Regions from separate parts of the Sus scrofa genome. Here all the other regions are linked to region 3. Evidence: chromatin contacts called from public targeted proximity ligation data. All regions are on one chromosome and are shown on one strand. The core of a region is the stretch at or near the end of the contact, and the rest is flanking DNA. Distances in the headings are between cores, read along the strand shown.

Region 1 (4,616 bases), core at 1,431-3,930, 150 kb before region 3:
GCTCCTCCTACCCAGGATGCATTTGTCTAGCACATCCCACCTTTCGTCGCTTGGTAGGTATCTGAGTTACCAGATCACTGTCATAGTATCGCAGTGCTTGTGTTCAAGTAACCATTTTTTGAAATGCCAGGTCCATAACCCACTGAGTGACAAGTAACCTTTATTTTACTTAATAATGGCCCCAAAGCACAAGAGTAGTGATGCTGGGAGTTAACCATGCTTAATTTGTAAATGAAACTTTATCCTAGGTATTTATGTCTGGAAGAAATGTAGTTATCTATAGTATATATATATATATAGTACTAGCCATGGTTTCAGGCATCCCCTGGGGAGTCTTGGAATGTATTCCGCACAGAGAAGAGGGAACCACTGAACCAGAATTACACTGTTGGCTTCTAACGAGGTGGCATGTGCAAGGGGGTTTTACAACAGTGCCGACTGGCCGCCTTTTCTGAATCATCTCCGTTAGTTTGGTTCATAGAGTCTCACTTCCCCAGGTCCCTTCTGGGAACCCTATCTGATCAGAATAATTCTGTAGGTGAGATCCTGGGTCTGTGCAGGGACAGAGATGCCTCAGAAAGAGGACACTTGCTTTCGCCCATGGGGCCCCTGCTGTTAGCTGACGTCCAGTGCTTTGAGCTGCTTAGAACAATGAAGTCTTTTTCTAGGAAGGGACTATTTGGGAATAACTTCCATGGATACCTCCTCACACACCCCTCCAACTCCTTCCTTTGGCTGTTCGCCTTTAGGGAAATAGAAGGAACAGCTTGATGGGGGTTTTTCCTAGAAAAGCCCTTCGATGGGCTCATTGTGAAAAAGGAGCTGTTTTTTTTTTTTTTTCTTTGATTAATCACAGTGTCCTGTTTCCCAAAGCAAATGTGGCCTTGGATCGTCCAATAAACACAGTCCCAAGGGAAGGGCCACTGCCGCCTGGAGCTTGACAAAGACCCCAAGACTTGTCAGGGGGTGGAGGGAAGCATACACAGCCCTGTCCTCAAGGACTCAGGTCTTTGTTTTTTAACCACTGAGGTTGCTCAGGTTACCCATTTCCTTTGTGTTTTTCTGCCAGTGTGAATAAGAGAAATAGTAGCTTTTAAAGATTTCTTTACAGTTCCTTGAAAGCGGGCTGGATGAAGTCAGCCAGAGAATTATATAACCTCAAAGCTCATTTAAAGCAACAGTGTCTTTCTATAGGGCTGTGGCGTTTCAGTTAACAGTTTTCATTACAAATTATAAAGAAAAGAGATACTAATTTTATGAAGAAAATAGAGAGACCCTCCCCATTCTTACTTTCTGTTCTTTCCCTGGAGGGATGCAATTCTTACTGGGTTGATTTAAAAAAAAAAGATAAGGAGTTCCCGTCGTGGCGCAGTGGTTAATGAATCTGACTAGGAACCATGAGGTTGCGGGTTCGGTCCCTGCCTCATCTCAGTGGGTTAAGGATCCGGCATTGCCGTGAGCTGTGGTGTAGGTTGCAGACGAGGCTTGGATCCCGCGTTGCTGTGGCTCTGGCATAGGCCAGTGGCTACAGCTCTGATTCGACCCCTAGCCTGGGAACCTCCATATGCCGCGGGAGTGGCCCAAAGAAATAGCAAAAAAAAAAAAAAAGATAGAAAGATACAAAACCTCTTTCAAGAAAGGCAATCTCATGTTAACCTCAGGCAGTCATAGCATACTTAATCTTGTTTGAATACAGAAGAAAAAAATAGTAAAGAGAAAAGCTTTCGAAAGCATTTGTTTGTTTTAATTTAAGAGTCGTGGGAATTTTATAAATATTCAGCTGTTTTCTCCTTCAAAGGGAGCCGAGCCTTTGAGGTAGGGAAGGATTCAAGCATCAGATAATCTGCTGTGACACTGTCTTCTGTGATGCTTTAGTACCTCTCAAAGTGCAAACCATGCATTACTTCGATTGCTCTCCACACTCCCTGACTTGTTTTTTTCTTTCTTTCCATTTTAGAGATAAGAAAACGGAGGCCTGAGGATTCTGTGACTTGCCTGGCATCCCACAGCTCACCTGGAGGCCAGATTCTGAGATTCTGTCACTGGTGCCACCTCAGAAGGCCCCCTTGTCCTTTCTTCTACACCAGTGGTTCTCAACTAAGGGCGACTTTGCCTTCCAGGGGACATTTGGCCGTGTCTAGAGGTATTTTGGGGTTGTCACAACTGGGGGGGGTGGGGCGGGGCACAGGTGGAGGTGCCTCTGGCATCCAGTGGGCGCGGAGGCCGAGGATGCTGCGAAGCATCCCGTGGTGCACAGTGGGCTCCCCCAGGAAGTATCCAGCCCCAAATGTCAATGGCACAGTGGCTGAGAAGCCGTGGTCCCTCCCGTGCCCCGCATCACAGGGAAACTCCAACCTTCAGGAGTTGCCGGCGGTCCTCTGCCCACTGCCAGGCTTGGCCTCTCTCCCCTGGCTGCCACAAGAGTTAGAGCCACTGTCTAGAATGCCCTTTGGCAGTGGCCAAGTGTCCCCTGCAGCGTTTCCTGCGGGACATGCCATGCATCCACCAGAGCTGATGTGCAGTATAATTTATAGTCACGGGGCGCCTGTCTTCATTCAGCAGCAAGCCCGCTGGCAGCCGCCCTGCCAGGAAGAAATTGAGTTCCGCAGAGGCCCGCAGCCCCCGCCAGCTGACAGCCCATGGTGTGTGGGGACGGCTGTTGCTTGGCGGCACCTGGGAACAGGCCGGGTGAGATGGCCTGAGCACGTGGTCTCCCCTTCCGACCGACCCATCCGTCAGCAGCAGCCCCTGCCAGAAGATGGCCTATTGAACATTTCCAGGAATAGCGCTGCCAAGCCTGTCAACTGCTTTCTTGGAAATACACTCAATAAGGATGGCGGGCCTCCAGCAGGGAGAGCAGAAAGCCCGGCCTGGACCGAGCTGCTCGGCAACGGCCGCGCCTGCCTGCGGGCCCGGGTCAGCACCTCGGGGAAGGGGAGCCGCGCGCCCTGGCCTTTGGAGCCCAGCAGCTTCTGGAGGCATTTAAAAAGATTCTCAGTGTGGACGGGAAGTGGTCACGCCTTTTGGAAGGTCAGGCCCTGCTGACTTCATGCAGCTCTGTGACCTTTCCTCGCTGGCTGTGTTTATTTAGACACCAGCAGCCAGGAAGGCCATCAGGCCTGGAGGCCAGGTATTAACTAGGTATTAACTGTCAGCAGGGACCGACCTCAGCGTCATCTGGGGAGGCTCGCTGTCACTCCCTCCCTTACAAGCTTCACTCCTAAATAGAGCCAAAAGAGCATGAGAAAGGCGGAGTGTGTTTTGTCAGCCCCCTACCCTGCACCATTGTGACCCCATTGCTGAGAAGATGTAGCAAACAAGAGGCAAAGATGTGAGAAGGAAAGTAAAATACTGTAATTCACCATCCACCCCCCCGCCCCAGTAACCTTTTCCCTCAGAGGCCTGACATTCCTGTTGAAATTTGATCACCTGGGACCTTCTGCTCTGGGAGGTACAGCCTCTCCAAGGTCTGGGGTGCCCAGGGGTTGCCAGGCTTGGGAATGCCCTAAGAAGGCCACCTGCCTTCAAAGAAAAGCTCCTTGAAGATAGAAGCAACATATAAAAACAAGAGACCCCAAACTCTGCTGTCTGGAGTGTAAGGGTTCAGGGAATATTGGTTCCTCATCTTTTTAAAATAGTAATAGAATTAGAGTTTATCATGGAGTGGTTATAGGACATCTTTTCATTTCTTTCTCTCTCTCTTTGCTTTTTTTTTTTTTTTTTTAAGGCCATACCCGTGGCATATGGAAGTTCCTGGGCTAGGGGTTCAATTGAAGCTACAGCTGCCAGCCTACACCACATCCACAGCAACACTGGATCAGAGTCGTGTCTGTGACCGACACTGCAGCATGTGGCAATGCCAGATTGTTAACCCATTGTGTGAGGCCAGGGATGGAACCTGCATCCTCGTGGATATTAGTTGGTTTCTGAACCCACTGAGCCATAATGGCAACTCCGGACATCTTTTCATTTCTAAAAGCCACTGACTCATCGGGCAAACGTTATTCAAGGCCCACACTGAGACAGAGTTAGTTGGGGGTAGGGCTGCCAAATACAATATCAGACACCCACATAAATTTAAATTTCAGAAAAGCAACAATTTTTTTGGTTTAAGTTTATTGAAAATTCAAATTTGTCTGGCACTGTGTGTTTGTATTTGTTAAATGTGGTCACTTCTATTTGAAGAGATAAATCAACCTAGTTGTTAAGTTAATAATGGGAAATATCAACACAGATTCAACATGTATGAAAGATCACAGCTTTTAGGAGAAGAGGAAGACAGGGGAGGGGAGGGTTGCCAGAAAGTGGGAGAGAGAAAGATCGGGAAGAAAGGGAGATAGGCAGAGAGAAGGAGAAGAAACATCTCAAGAAAGAAAAATAGGGAGTTCCCGTCATGGAGAAAAAAAAAAAATCTCAAGAAAGAGAAATAGGGAGTTTCCATCACGGCACAACAGAAAGGAATCCAACTTGTATCCATGAGGATGCAGGTTCAATCCCTGGCTTCACTCAGTGGATCGGGGATCCTGCATTGCCCTGAGCTGTGGTGTAGGTTGCAGACACGACTTGGATCTGGCATTGCTGTGGCTGTGGTGAAGGCCAGGGGCTGTAGGCTGGTG
Region 2 (4,794 bases), core at 794-3,293, 250 kb before region 3:
CAAAGTGATTTTCTCTGGCAGACATCAGAAATAAAAATAAAAATTTTTGCCTTCTCCAGAGGGTAGTAGGCTTGAGTCAGCCACTGGTATGCATGACCTATGAGTCACCTGCTGTGATCGCCTTCCTCATCTTTCTGATCCCTGAACTGTGGGCGAGGCGTCAAGGATGCTTCTTGGAGGCATCCTTTTAGCCTTTTTACCCTCCAGGATCCAACCACACTGCTATTGGCAGCTCCTGGGGCAGAGGAAAGGAAGGCCGAGTAATTAGTACGTAGGAGACCTTTGGTGAATACAAGAAAATAGATTTGAAGTCTTGGTAATTCTAGCAGTGTTTATCACTAATGTGAGCCCCTGATAGTGATTTCAAAGGGAATTTTGGCAGAATAGAGATGCTCCACTTCCCAGGTCATTGCCTCAGACATGTGTGTGGTTACCAGCCAGGCAGCTTCTCTGGGCAGCAGAGCAGACAAGAATAAGCACATTTGAGGTCGAGTCCTGTAGGACTTAATTCTTTAGCTGTAGATTCTGTACAGAGGGTTGGTGCTTGTTCTCAATGGCTATGCTCTCCTTCATGAGAATGGCATGATTCTAAGTTCCTGTGGGATATCCAGGTCAGACAGGGCAGGTGAAACATTAGTGTTGGTTGCTTTACAAGGAAGTACTGGGGAGGCAGCAGGGAAGAGCAGGGGTGGGGGTCATAGGCTCACCTGCATTATCTGCCTGGCTTCTGTAGGCAACTGAATGGAGTGAGTTTGGTATAGGGGAAGGACAAATTTGCATAAGAGTAAAACCCCGTGTTTTTAACCGTTGGCAAGTCGTTTCATTTTTGTCAGGTCACTGTCGGAGGCCACACAGGGCTGGCTAAGGGGCCTTCTGCTTTGCACTCTGGTGTACTGTCCGCATTTTAGAGGTGAGAGGTAGGGCTTTGGATTCTGACAAACCTGAATTGGAACCTTAGCTCTTCCTCTAACAGATATGTAAGCTTGTATATCTGTGTTAACCTTCTCAAAGGTTCACGTTTTTTTAATCTGTAGAAATAAGAATGGTAGTATGTCTTTTGTTGGATTTCCTAAAACTAACATGTAGCATGGTACTTAATGCACAGTAGGTGCATTCTAAATGTTAATTATACTACCTTTGCTATGGTGGTAGATCTTTTTCATCTTATCTTGATGGCCAGATGCTCAAAATTTAGAAAAGAATTGGAGACACCAGTGCTTTTTCATAGAGTCTGAAATTTCTTTAACATTTCAGTTGTTTAAAAATAAAGATTTCATGGAGTTCCCTGGTGATTCAGCAGATTAAGGGTCCAGAGTTGTCACTGCTGTGGTGTGGGTTTGATCCTTGGCCTGGGAACTTCTGCATGCCCTGGGTACAGCCAAAAAATAACTTAATAAAAATAAAAGTAGGAGTTCCTGTCGTGGGTCAGTGGTAACAAACCCAACCCTCCTATCTGTGAGGATGCTGGTTCAATCCCTGGCCTCACTCAGTGGGTTAAGGATCCAGTGTTGCCATGAGCTGTGGTGCAGGTTGCAGATGTGGCTGGGATCCTGAGTTGCTTTGGGCTGTGGTGTAAGCTGGCAGCTACAGCTCTAATTCAACCCTGAGCCTGGGAACTTCCATATGCCACGAGTGCGGCCCTAAAAAAGACCAAAAAGTAAAAAATAAATTAAAAAAAAGTAAAAATAAAGTTTTCATCTTTAAGAGACACCGCTTGGAGGGATAAGCTGTCCATTTGCCACTGGACATGGGAAGCAGTAAAATCACATAGAGTGTCAGTTACTCTTGAAAAGCACCCTTGATGATGAGGAAAACACTGAGAGCACATTTCCTCCGTAGGAAAAAGCCTGGTGGATAAAGGCCCTGTTATTCCAGAGTGTGATTGTTCTCAAGGGAAGTGTTTTTTGCAAAGCATTTGCTGCATGCTCTGCTATGTGCAGGGCACTGTGCCAGGGGGATGATAAAAAGATGACTGAGACTTAGTGGAATTGTTGTGTACGAGACTGTCTCGGCGCTTTCGATTACAGTTTGTGCAGAATTGTGTGTAAGTTCTCCTGGAGAGCCTGAGAGAGCCCACGATGCTGCTCTTGCTCAAGATGCCTTTGAAATCTCTCTCTGGAGTTTGCCGTTGGAACCCTTGGCAGATTTTGCTGAAGATATTTTCACTGATGGCACTTATTCTTAGAAGGTGGATTTGATTTCGGGCACTGGCCAAGAACTGTTCATCACGAAGTCTGCCACATAGGGGGCGATCGAACTGGCTCGAGCAGTGTTTGGTTAAAAATAAGCCAGGACTGTAAGTAATATGACAGGTTTCCTTGTCTGTCATGTAAACTGATTATAGAGACGAAGGCAGTTCCCAGAGCGCCGTTCCATAAGTTTTTTGCTCCAAACCGGTATCATTGGAATATATTTATAGCTTCCCAACAGAGTTGCTTTGAAACGAGCAGTGCTCATCTATCCATATGTTATGATGTGTGCCCTTCAAGAGCCTTACCGAGCCTCTCAGTAACCCCAGTTGTTTGTTTATATTTTCCTTGTACTTCTACCAAGCTCCGAGATGTGTTTCTTCTAAGAAAGTGAAACAAGTGAGATCCATTCTAAGAAGGCTTTAAAGGACAGAGGTGTCTGTTTAGACCAAGTTCTCTAAGGTCATCTGAACTGGGAAGGATTGCCTCGTAATTGACAATGATTATTTTACCATGTTTCTTATTTTTTTGTGTCTTTTCTCTTTTAGGGCCGTATCTACTGCATATGGAGGTTCCCAGGCTAGGGGTCTAATCGGAGCTGTAGCCGCCAGCCTACACCACAGCTCACAGCAATGCTGGATCCTTAACCCACCGAGCAAGGCCAGGGATCAAACCTGCATCTTCATGGGTACTAGTCGGGTTTGTTAACCCCCGAGCCATGATGGAAACTCCATACCATGATTTTTGACAAATAAATTGCTTATCTAAGTATTGAACGTTGGTATGGCCTGTTGACCTCATTCATTTATTCCAGAAATATCTTGAGGTCAGCTGTATGCCAGGCATTATCAAGTACTTGTGATGATGTTCGTGATGATACAGACATCTTCACCTCAAGGCAGCCGGATGTGCAAGAGTACAACTTAAGAAGTAGTTATCAAAGCCTTGACCTGAACCTAGGCTCATTGGCTCCAGTTGGTGGTTATGACTGTTACACTGTCTCAGTGGGATAGAGGTTTTCCGCAGCTAGAATAAAATGATAAAGTCCCCCTCAATCCACAGAAAAAGTTAACGGTTTATAGAATTCTCTAGGTTTTAAGTTTTTCTGTTTCAAGTCTTTGTACCCAGGACCACAGTTAACTGATGAACGAACAAGTGGCAAATTAGTGTTAATGACACAAATAAGCATCACGGCATCCTGAGAGTTTAGCCAAATAACATACCAAGCTGTTGCTAATGAAGCTAAGTACTTTGTAGTCAAAAGGCAAAAATAGGAGAATTGGAGTTCCCTGGTGGCTCAGTGGGTTAAGGATCAGTTGTCACTCCTGTGGCTTGGGTCACTGCTCTGGTCGTGGGTTTAATCCCTGGCTGTGGAACGTTTTCATGCCACAGGTTTGGCCAGAAAAAAAAAAAAAAAAGGAGAATTGCAAACATAAGTAACTTAAGACATGCATGGATGATTAGACATCCTTCTTCCAATTTATAGAAATTCCCGCCATCTGTAAATGTGCTCTACAGCAGTGCCAGGCATTGTATAGCAGCCAGACTGCTTAGCATAATTTTGAATGAGAGGGATTCACAAGTTCTAGGAGTGTATTCATTTTAGTAATCCTAAATAACTTACTAAATAAGTTATGCTAATGCATGAAAACAAAACCAACTCCAGAGAGTAGGTTTTGTCTTGTTCGGAGCTGTATCCCAGGTACCTAGAACAATATCTGGAACTTATGGATATTGGTACCTATTGCATGAATGAAAAACAAGTCACTTTAGTTTCTTTCTTTTTTTTTTTTTTTTTGGTCTTTTTGCCCTTCCTAGGGCCGCTCCCGTGGCATATGGAGGATCCCAGGCTAGGGGTCTAAACAGAGCTGTAGCTGCCAGCCTACACCACAGCCACAGCAACTCGGGACCCAAGCTGCGTCCGTGACCCATACCACAGCTCACGGCAATGCTGGATCCTTAACCCACTGAGCAAAGCCAGGGATGGAACCCACAACCTCGTGGTTCCTAGTCGGATTCGTTAACCACTGAGCCACAACGGAACTCCTCACTTTAGTTTCTGATTCCAGATGCAAGAACTTGGCTCCCAAGAGCTGACCTACACAGCGCATCCTTCTTCCCCACCCTCCATCCCCCGCTCATTTGGATGCTGGGCTGGGTACCATGTAAACCTTGTGCAACATTCTCAAGCAGGTTAAAGAAATACGGTTCTTTAGGATCTGTGTCATCTGTCTGGGGCACCACCTGGAGTGGTCCTGTCCTGTTTCCCAGTTTCTCAAAAATACTATTTTGCGCTTCCTTGGATCGCCTCTTCTCCAGCAGTGTTTGAACGTCACACCATTCATCAGCAGAGCCAGGCCCTTTCCATCCTCTGAGCAAAGAGCAACAGAGACCCACCAGCTCCACTTCCTCTTTGATCTTGAACACACTTGCAGAGGTCCTGTCAAGGCACAGTGGAAGTTCCGACTAGCATCCATGAGGATGCAGGTTCGATCCCTGCCCTTGCTCCGTGGGTCAGGGATCCGTCATTGCCATGAGATGTGGTATAGGTCGTGGACGCAGCTTGGGTCCCGCGTTGCTGTGGCTGTGGTGTAGGCCGGCAGCT
Region 3 (4,628 bases), core at 238-2,737:
TCATTACTCCCTAGAAATGAGGAGGAAATAGGTTGCCTGCTAAAAACGAAGCCCAGAACCTGGAGTGACCTTAGGTGACCCCTTTACTCAGGACCCATAGAAGCCTTGAGAACGTGAATACGTGCTTGTGTTGAGGTTATCTCGATCTCTGGGGGGCCAGGATCCCCCCGTGGACAGCCGGTTGACATTATTGTTTTGACTTTTATCATTTGCACAATTCCCATGGACCCACTTTGAGCCCCCGCCCCTGTTGCCTCCCCATGTGGAGTGCCTTCCCTCTCCCTATCTGAACCCTACCCCCCCTCCTCACGGCTCACCCCCATGCTGTCTTCCCAGGACACCAGAGGCCCCCCTGACCTCCCGCAGCTCCAAGAGGGCCCATCAGTCATCTGCCTCATGTCACTCTGTGCAGATGGCCCTTAGATTCCCAACGAGGTTTCCGTGGCAGGTGCCCCACCTCATGTCCTCGGTTATCCGCCCACTCCTTGGCACCATGTCGAGCCTCCGTGGGTACTGCTGGCTCAATGCCTGCGACTCATTAGCATGGGGCTGGGACACGGAAATAATCTTGCAAAAAACCCCAACTGGGTAAGACAATAGGCTTTGTGACCCTAGATACTACCTGAAAGATGAGAAACGGGCGTTGGCAAAACCAACCCAGTCGGATTATTCTGTCCTTCTGCACCTAAAAGAATGAGAGGTGAAAGCAAAATGAAAGTCCTGGTGACATCAGCCTTGGCAGTCCCTAATGGAAAGTGGCCCTGCCAGGCCCTGCTCTCTTGTTCAATCCGGGAACGCTTTCCATTAATGCTATTAAACCGGCACAGCGGTCAGAGGCAGAGCTGGCCTGGCCGCCTGTGCTCAGTTCCAACTGCTGAATCATCTCCATCTCGTTTGCCCTTCCTAGTACCTTGAAGACGTAGAAGAAGCAGAGGAGGGGGGAGAAGCACGGAGGACTATCAACTTCAGCACATCCTTAATAGGAAGCAGTTTGGCCGGTCCCTTCCCTGCCTGGGAACTCTTTCCATTAAAAACATTTCTCTACCACAGCTGTATTTTAGACTTATCATTGTAGCCTCTGCCCAAAGGAAAATTCTCTCCACCCGCAACCACGTACAGAGGGCGATTTCCTTCTAAGGGTGGAAAGACACTCTTTTCAGCATACGGCAGGATGGCTTGACCTCAGCCAAGAAACCCAGTAACATCCTGACCTTCTGAAACAGACGGGAGGGTCAGAGGAGGCTTTTGTTGCTGCTCGCAGGACTCAGCTCCACCCAAAGGTACACAAAAACCCCAGAACTGAAGACGGATGAAGACACCAAGGAGGCAATGAAAGTCAGACATAACCAAAAGGAGCAAAGGAAATCTCCGAGCTGGAAAATTAGAGCCAAAGAAATTCTATTATTAGGACAAGCTCAGCGACCTCTGTTCTCAAGCCTGTTTGGGGCGGGGGGCGGTTTGCAAAGAGGGCTACACTGCCCTCTATTGGGGGCCTATCAGCACGCAGCTAAAGGGCTTCTCATTCAAGGTCTTGATTGATGAGCCCCCCACCCCACAACTTAGGAGCTATAATTAGCTGAACAAAAGCAAAACAAAACAGAAACTGAGACCACAGACATCAGGTAACTTGCCCAAGGTCATGCACCTGAGTCGCGGCACAGGCGAGGATGCTAAAGCAGGGACAAATGACTTCAAGAATCATTTTCCTGCCATTTATCTTTATAGATAATCTTTCCATCTTGGACTCAGATAACCTTCAAACTTGAGAATCTGCCAGTGCTCTCTCTGGTCTGGTGGTTCTCGAAGGTCACTGTGTATTAGAATCACCCGGAGACGCGCATTAACTTGCCAAGAACTCAAGCCCCATGGCCAGAAATTCTGATTATAATTGACTTGGGGTAGATCCTGGCTTGAGCAGATTTTGTGAGTTCTCCAGGTGATTCTCAGGTGTAGCCAGCACTGAGAATTTCTGCTCTAGCTGCAGAAGAGATGGAGAAAAAAACGGGGGTTCTTTCAAATCCAGGACATAATACTTAAGAGAAAGAAAGTTTAGGGAGTTCCCTTCATGGCTCAATGGTTAGCAAATCCGACTAGGATCCATGAGGATGCGGGTTGGATCCCTGGCCTGGGTTCGGGATCCTGCGTTGCCATAAGCTGTGGTGTAGGTCACAGACACGGCTCTGGTCCCTCGTGTCTACAGCATAGGCCAGCGGCTGTAGCTCCAATTCAACCCCTGGTCTGGGAACTTCTATATGCCGCAGGTGCAGCCCTGAAAAAACAAAAAAAAACAAAAAAAGAAAGCAAGAAAGGAAATCACGTTTTAAGGAAGTGAGCTCCCTAGAGGAATGTGACAGTTATGCTGTGTGACATTGTGAACAACAGTGTCCAAAGAATGCCACATCCTAATCCCTGGAAACCATAAATGTGGTACCTCTCATGGAAAAGGGGACTTTACCACTGTGATTACGCTAAAGATCTTGCAGGAGAAAGATTATCCTGAATTATCTGGGTGGCCTCGATATAACCACGAGGGTCCCATAAGAAAGGCAGGGGAGTCAGGGTAAGAGGAGGAGATGTGATGCCAGGAGCTGAGGTTGGAGGGTGTGAGGAAGGGATCCATGGATGTGGATCCTACATCCAAGGATGTGGCAGCTCTTAGCAATACCTTGACTTTAGCCCAGCAAGACTGGTTTTGGACTTGTGTCCTCCAGATCTGTAAGAATAAACAAATTTGTATGGTTTTAAGCCCGTAGGTTATGGTCGTATATTCCCATAACTACAGGAACTAATACAGATATTGTGTACCTTATTTCACTTCTCAGAGACTCTTTGCCCACATCTAAAATAGTGTCGTCTTACTTCAGTAGAGCAGTTTTGAGGATTAAATGCTTTAATTAGAAACAAAATGCTTAAAACGGCAGCTTGATAAACAGGGCTTACTATGGATAGAGGTCTCGTGGGGCAGGAAGTGATGTGAAAAAAGAGAGACTTCCAGCTGTGCCCAGATACATTTCTATGGGACAAGGGATTGAGGCAAATAGAACAAAATTAGCGGAGACTGGTACGAAAGAGCAGCTGCAGCAGGATTTCTCAGCCTGCCGGCCTTTGGGAAGATTTTGCACCTGTCTCTTCTGAACATCCCGTCATATTCTTAGTACTGTTGCATCTGCCCTTCACTCCGCAGAACTCCTCTCCTTCACTGTGCACATTCCTGCAGTGAGAGAAGAGGACCAGGAATCATCAAGACACTGGAAATGCTCTAAAATACATGTTCCCTAGCATTTCACTCATGGTCCAAATATAGGCAGCAGATCAATTTCTGAGCTTGTTCTCAATTTCAGGTTCTTAAACCCTTTCGAGAATAATGATGTTTTCTACCTGTTTCCATTTGGTGGAATTATGATTAGTAATGCATGTGCTACCACTGGCTATACTGGCGATCTTGGACCAATGACTCTCTTTTTCAGCTTCCTCATCTGTAAAATGAGGCCAAGGATAACACCCACCTGTAGGGTAGCTGTAAGCATTAAATGCTTTCTACAGGCAGAGGGCATTGTGAAGTGCCTGGCGCACTTTCAAGAGCTCAGCAAGTTAGCTGTTAACATTCCTAACGAGGTCATTTTTATTTGGGACAAATAATTGAGGATAGGTGAAAGGAAGCGCTCACTTGGACAACCTGGGATGAAAGAGAGTAATTTTCAATATCCTTTGATTGTCTTCTCAGTTTCTCTTAAGGAACTACAAGAGAAAATAGCCCCAAATAGGAGTCATATAGTCATTTATTGAGTGCCTATTGTATACTAGGAACTCTTCTAGGACCTGAGAACTTAAAAGATAAATACAATCCATTTCCTGTCCTCAAGGAATGTCCAAGCTAATGGTGGAAAGAGGCGTGGTGAATTTCCATTGTAAGACAGCAAGATACAGGTTAGCATTGGGGTAGGTTTGGTGTAATGAATATGTGCATAGGAGAGACTTAAATCTTGATCTGGGGCAGGGCCATCGGGAGAGCTTCCTGGAAAAGTGATACCCAAGCTGGCTGAGCAGTTGTTTTGCAGATAAAGGGATACTGTGTGGAGAGTTTTAGAGGAGATGAGCTCTTCTGAAGATTTGTGGTCCAGAGCAAGCAGTGTTTTCAGGAAACACACATCATCAAATAAGCATGATGTGTGGGGCCGGGCCCAGAATAGGTGGGGTGAAGGAGAGGCATTGAGACATTCGGCTGGAGATCTAAGTGCCATTCAGAGCACACAGTGACTTAAGAACCATGATAAGTTCAGATTTTTAGCGTGAAGACAGTGGGGAGCTATTGAAAGACTTTAAGCGGGGCCATTCTGTAATAAGATTTGATCTTTAGCTCGCTCTCAGAGGAACAGCTGAAGAGGGATAACATGAAAGTCAAAAGATAAACTGAAAGGTGACTGCAATAATCCTGGTGAAAGATAATCGACCATGGAGCTAAAGTACTGGCAGTGAGGGTGAACAGGGGTGGACATTAGAGCAATAGAGTGGCAGATGGTGTGGTGAGATAAGAGAAGGTGAAAAAAACCTGACATCCACTAGGTCAGGAAATACAGGAAGCAGCAGTTTGAGTGGCAAGTGATAACTCCACTTTAGGCCGGTTGATC

The links.
Region 1: a targeted proximity ligation map of skeletal muscle shows a contact between it and region 3, with 4 times the contacts expected there. A contact is called at or near these places in 3 of 47 Hi-C or Micro-C datasets (psoas muscle and skeletal muscle) and 1 of 2 datasets of targeted methods (skeletal muscle).
Region 2: a contact with region 3 is called in a targeted proximity ligation map of skeletal muscle. A contact is called at or near these places in 2 of 47 Hi-C or Micro-C datasets (psoas muscle and skeletal muscle) and 1 of 2 datasets of targeted methods (skeletal muscle).

Annotation. Positions count from the first base shown.
Region 1 is chr5:89,265,360-89,269,975 of Sscrofa11.1, reverse strand. It overlaps CRADD (death domain-containing protein CRADD), which reads left to right. Exons shown (of 5, transcript XM_021092769.1): 3 at 1,958-2,143. Among named protein-coding and RNA genes, the nearest start is that of PLXNC1, 210 kb to the right of the region's middle.
Region 2 is chr5:89,365,485-89,370,278 of Sscrofa11.1, reverse strand. The region is part of intron 2 of CRADD (death domain-containing protein CRADD); the gene reads left to right. Among named protein-coding and RNA genes, the nearest start is that of CRADD, 110 kb to the left of the region's middle.
Region 3 is chr5:89,114,135-89,118,762 of Sscrofa11.1, reverse strand. No RefSeq gene overlaps it. Among named protein-coding and RNA genes, the nearest start is that of PLXNC1, 61 kb to the right of the region's middle.